Regions from separate parts of the Mus musculus genome. Here region 1 is linked to region 2. A link is a contact called in public Hi-C data. All regions are on one chromosome and are shown on one strand. Each heading gives the region's core, a stretch centred on a gene start, on an enhancer-like site or on the middle of the called end of the contact. The rest is flanking DNA. Distances are from core to core; before and after follow the strand shown.

Region 1 (2,700 bases), core at 144-2,643, 36 kb before region 2:
TTTTTTTTTTACTTATGAGTACATCTGTGTAGCTGTGTGGGTGCAGGTACCCTCAGAATCTGGAAGAAGACGTGAGATTCTCTGGAGCTGGAGTTACAGGCAATTGTAAACCTTCTGGTGTGGGCTTTAGGAATCCAACTCGGCTCCCCGTGAAGAGCAGCAATTGCTCTTAACTGCGGAAGGGTCTTCAACACAATACCATTCATTATCCAATACTCTGTAGCCTTGGCTTGGCCTAAAAAGCTCTATATAAATCAGGCTGGCCTCGAACTCTCAGAAACCTGCCTGCCTCCCAAATGCAGGGATTGAAAAGAAATGCACCACCACGGCTGGCAGGGCTCCTTGTTTGAGTTTTAAGATGAGCAAAGTCTGTTATCCCAGCATTTGGGAGGCGAAAGCCAGAGGGGTTGTCACAAGTTTGAGGCCACTGTGGTTTACAAGAAAGCCGTGGGCTAGAATGAGAAGCAGTCTGGCAAAGCCAAACCAAAAAAATCAAACCTGGGAGTGATGAGCACTAATGGGAATGGCCCGCGAAGAGGCAAGAGGGGCAGGAGCAGCAACGGCTAGCAGCTGGAGGCTGGGGATCTCCTGGAAAACGAGAAAGGGTGGGCATAGCCAAGAGCTAGGTAGTTGTCAGCAGTGGGGTGAAGGGGTGAGAATTTTCCACAGATTCGCTTTTACAAAGCCTGTTTACCCAGGCTGTTCTCAGGGTTGGGATAGGGTGTTTCCATTTTCTCAGCGGCCTGGACACAGGTTTGTATGGTGAGAGAGATGAAGCAGGGCAGGCAGCGAGGGCACGTTGGCATCTAGCCCGAGAGGAGAGCTGGCGGGGGAAATCGCCACTAGGGAACACCATGCCGTGGGCCCGGCCCTTCCTTGGGTCACAGCAGGCCAGAGCAGGGAGTGAGGAGTACTTGGAACAGACGCTGCTGGGCAGTGGCGTCAGGATGACTCAAGTCTCAGATGTCGCCCCTTCTCAACTGCACAACATTTATGTAATTAACCAAACCGCTTCGAGCCTGGCTTTTTATTTTTTTTTCCATCTGTTAAATGGAAAAAAATAGAGCCATGGGTAGGGGATTCATCCCTGTCTTGGAGGAGTGACTTGGGAGGCTGAGGCAGGAGGATTGCTAGCTCTGGGGCAGAAGGGCTGGAGAGAGAAACGGAAGGTTTAGAATAGGATTGTGACTAGTGAGGTGTGGGTGGCCGGGAGGCGGCTCACACCTGTTGGCTACTGGCTATTGATGACTCAGGTCGTGCCCACCCCCATTTCTAGACAGGACTAGCTGCAGGCGGAGAGGGACCCGTGGGGCAGAAACGCCAGACCCCGCCCAGGGCTGGAGGGGCGGCGCTCCTGTCCGCTGGGCTCAAGCCACCGCCCTCCAGGGCCGCAGTAGCCGCCCGCCGACGCGGGAGCCGGAGGTACCTGGATCTCAGGGACAGGGCAGCGGGCAGGGGGATCTCGTTGGGATCCGGGGCGCCCCTGTTCTAGGCTGGAAAGGGAGGTGAGCTGCAAGACATCAGGGACCCGGGTCCCCGCCTGGCCACCTGTTCTACAGGCGACAATGGTGCGGGCACCAGTTCCGCGCCGTGGTCCCTCAGCTGCCGCCCGCACCGGTCTGCGCCCCGAAGTTGAGCGCGGCGCGGCGCGAGCTAGTCTGGGGCCGGCTAGGATCCCGCAATTCCTTCCCGCAGCCCAGGAGGCCCTCGGAGGGCGAGGTTCACGGGGGAGGGGGACGACTGGGAATCCGAAGTCCAGATCCCAAAGCGCTGCTCGGCGACGTTGGGCGTGCTCTGGGAGGTCGCGGCGGGGCGCATCCCGGAGAGGAATGGAATGCCGCGCGCTGCAGGGAGGGCTTCGGGTTGGGAGTTGGCTCTGGGCTTTCTGGATGCTCCGGCTTCGGACCTGCACCGGGAAGGGTCTTCAGGTGCAGGGGGTAGCCTGGGAAAAGCGGGGGAGCAAGGGAAGCCAGCATGGAGTCGCGAGACCCAGGGCTCGGTCCCGGATCAGCACGCTCGCGCTTCTCCCCTTCTTCCGATGAGAACAGTTGAGGTATGGGACTGGAAGCCGAATAGGGTTGGAAGAGGCTGCGCCTGGGAGATTTACCCTATCCACTCCTTTTCACTGTTAGGGCGAGCCCCCTTGCCTCAATGTCTTCGTATGTCATCTGGGGCTAGAAGTTCTTTTCATCTCCTTGGCAGAGTCCACTGAGTCTCTAGCCCGCTGGAGATTAAAAGTATCCTTTCCATCTCTACTCTGTCACATCCATAGCAATCCAGCTGCTGCAACCCCAGCCGGTTCCGAAGTGACACCCTCCGGCTCCCCGTCACCCCACTCCACCCCCTCTTTGACCTTTCTCCTCCCTAAGAATGGGGACTCCAATAAAGCAGAGCTGCCCTCCACTCGCACTCCCCTAGTCTCTGGCATTCAGCAGCAGAAATCTTTCCCATAAAGGAAAGTCCTCAAACGAAAGACCAAAAAATTCACAGGAACTCAGCCTCCCGGTTTTATTTGTTTGTTTGTTTTGTTTTGAAAACGCTTCTTCAATGCCTCAAGGGCTGGTCCCTGCCTGGACAGCTCAAGGGTCGCTGCGACCTATTAAACAATTCTGTAGAGTTTGCTTTGTTTCTTTGAAACAATTAAGGCTCTGCAGCTGTCTATATTGACAAGGATTAGTCCCAGAGAAAGGTTGTTCACTC
Region 2 (2,886 bases), core at 370-2,869:
TGTGTGTGAACGTGTGTGTGCGTGTCTGTGAGTACATGTGTGTGAGGGTGTGAATGTGTGTGAGTGCATGTGTTTATGTGTGTGTGAGTGCATGCGTGTATATTTGTGTGAGTTTTGTGTGTTAGTGAGTGTGTATTTGAGTGTGCGTGTGATTGTGTATGTGAGACTGTATGTGTATGTGACTGCGTATGAGTGAATGTGTGGGAGTATGTGTGGCATTGTGTGAGTGTGTATGAATATTTGAGTGTGTGTATATGTGTGTATGTATATGTGTGTCTGAGTGCATGTGTGTGTGAGGGGTGTGAATGTGTGAGAGTACGCGTGTTTATGTGTGTGTGAGTGTTGTGTGTGAGTATGTATATGAATATATATGTGTGTGTGTGGTGTGTATATATGTGTAGAGGTGGACACTACCTGTTTTCTTATGTCCCTAAATCATGCTCCACTTTCTTTTTTTCTCCCCTTTATTTTCACTTTATCTGTATGGGTGTTTTGCTAGCATGTATGTGTCACATGTATGCAGTGCCTTCAGAGGCTGGAAAAACATGTCAGATCCCCTGGACTAGAGTTGCAGGTGGTTACGAGCCTCCATGTGTGTACTCGAGACTGAACCAGGGTCTGCTGCGAGAGCAGTCAGGGCTATCTCTCCAGTCCCCTGAACCTGGAGCTCACTAATTAGCTAGGTTGGCTGGTCAGTGAGCCCCTGAGACCCGCCTGTGTGTATTTCCTCAGCACAGGGATGACAGAAGTGGTCCACTCCCAGCAGCCTTTGCCCCAATGGGTTCTTATAAATCTTTCTTTTCTTTTTAAAAGATTTTTTTATTTATGTATGTGAGTACACTGTAGCTGTACGGATGGTTGTGAGCCTTCATGTGGTTGTCTTTTTTAGGACCTCTGTTCTCTCTGGTCAACCCCGCTCATTCCGGCCCAAAGATTTATTAGTATACGTACATACACTATAGCTGACTTAAGACGCACCAGAAGAGGGTGTCAGATCTCCATGTGGTTGCTGGGATTTGAACTTAGGACCTCTGAAGAGCAGACAGTGCTCTTTACCCACTGAGCCATCCTGCCAGCCTGGGTTCTGAGTATCCAACTCAGATCTTCATTCTTGTATTCCACACGCTTCACTCCTGAGCCTTCTCCCTAGGTCTTTTCCTGGCTTTCTGCTTCTCCTCAGGTGGTCCAGTCTGACTAGGCACTGACGCCTATAGCATTGCTCATCCCAGAGAGGGCTACAACTGAGGCTGTGCTCCTGGAACCAACCAGCAGCATCCTGTCTTTTCGACAGTAAACCTCTGTGTCTCACAGGCCCAGCACTGGCCTGCTTCCTTTCTGCTGTGCTAGAGGCTCCGACCATCCCCTCCCCCATTTCTGTCTTGCTATACCCCAACCCTTTCCTTTATTAGCCTTCCCATTCTGTCCCCTACCCCCCAGGGAAATCCCCAGCTGTCCACCAGACTTCAGAGAAACCACATGAGCCTAAATATTTCTTCGCTGGGAAGTGCTATATCCTAGGCATGCTGGGAAATCAGGCTTAAAGGGAAAACTCAGAGTCAATTAAAAAAATGACTCATGTTTTGGTAAAAGGGGGTAAAAGGAATAATATTTCATAAGCTTTCTCCTGGATACTGTACAACAGCTATAAACTCTCTGGCCTCTCAGAGAGACTGCAAGAAACCCTGTCTCCAAGCAGAGGCTCATTTTTTCCATTTGGACTCTTTTTATTTTTTCCATTTCAGTTTTAAATGTAGTCTAACCCACAGATCCATCATGAAAGGTCAGGACTGGGGTTAAGGGAAAGCATATCTGAGGGAATGAGAGAAGATGGGTGAGCATACAGCCCAGCCCTGCTGCCCCCGGCAACCACAGGACTGGCAGGGACCAGAGATAGCCTGGGCTGGCTGCTGGACTCCCAGCCAGGCAGCATCTTCCGGAACATGAGAGTTTCAGGCATGAAACAGACAGATAGAGTTAATAGCAACTCAGACAACAAAGGCTTGGCTTTTCTGAGATGAGAGGCTAGAACATGGAGAGTGGGGGTTCAATTAGTGATGTCCCCTAAGTCATCTGAACTTTCCAGGCTTCTGAAATCTCTCTCTGCCTCTGGATGTCCAGCTTTTGTTTCATGATTCCCCAGTGGCTGTTCCAGCTACTGTCATTGCATCCACATTTACCCTGCAGAGCTCACCTGGAGATCGCCACTTCCTTGCCACTCCTGTGTTTTACTTCTTCTTCTTCTTCTTCTTCTTCTTCTTCTTCTTCTTCTTCTTCTTCTTCTTCTTCTTCTTCTTCTTCTTCTTCTTTTTGTTTTTTTTTGTTTTTTTTTGTTTGTTTGTTTGTTTGTTTGTTTTGTTTTTTTTCGAGACAGGGTTTCTCTGTATAGTCCTGGCTGTCCTGGAACTCACTTTGTAGACCAGGCTGGCCTCCAACTCAGAAATCCGCCTGCCTCTGCCTCCGGAGTTCTGGGATTAAAAGCGTGCGCCACCACACCCAGCTGTGTTTTACTTCTTATTTGTTTTTATGTTATAAGTACAAGTGCTTCCCTGCATGTGTGTGTGTGTACCATATGCTTGCCTGGTGCCCATGGATACCAGAAGGGGGAATCAGATCTCCTGCACCTTGAGTTACAGGTGATTATGAGTCACTATGTAGGTACTGGGAACTAAACCCCATTCTCTAGAAGAAAAGCAAGTACTCTTAACCACTAAGCCATCTCTCCAGCCCTGAATGAATAAATGAGTGAATGAGTGAGTTTGAGGCAAGGTATCACTATGTAGCCTGGAGCTCAGATTTAGACCAGGCTGGCCTCAAACTCAGAGAGATCTGCCTGCCTCTGTCACCTGAGTGCTCGGATTAAAGGTGTCTGCCACCAGGACTGGCCAC

The links. Hi-C and Micro-C count contacts between places; a contact is called where the count stands out from the background.
Region 1: a Hi-C map of the N1E-115 cell line shows a contact between it and region 2, with 3 times the contacts expected there. The contact joins the promoter of A4galt here to the enhancer-like site in region 2. A contact is called at or near these places in 4 of 39 promoter capture datasets (the 3T3-L1 cell line, 3T3-L1-derived adipocytes, macrophages and 1 more), 2 of 15 datasets of contacts at CTCF or cohesin (the NIH/3T3 cell line and pro-B cells), 29 of 484 Hi-C or Micro-C datasets (B cells, the Ba/F3 cell line, the C2C12 cell line and 17 more), 10 of 115 datasets of contacts at active chromatin or transcription factors (craniofacial prominence, embryonic fibroblasts, embryonic stem cells and 4 more) and 2 of 9 other capture datasets (adipose tissue and pancreatic islet).

What each region holds. Positions count from the first base shown.
Region 1 is chr15:83,250,422-83,253,121 of GRCm38.p6, reverse strand. A4galt (alpha 1,4-galactosyltransferase) reads left to right here and starts at 1,393. Exons shown (of 3, transcript NM_001004150.4): 1 at 1,393-1,422.
Region 2 is chr15:83,214,569-83,217,454 of GRCm38.p6, reverse strand. No RefSeq gene overlaps it. Among named protein-coding and RNA genes, the nearest start is that of A4galt, 36 kb to the left of the region's middle. Within about 2 kb of position 1,619, at least 103 of the 459 cell types and tissues checked have an H3K27ac peak or open chromatin away from gene starts, as enhancers often do. A contact at or near this core is called in the C2C12 cell line, the CH12 cell line, the HL-1 cell line and 11 more, where this site is marked.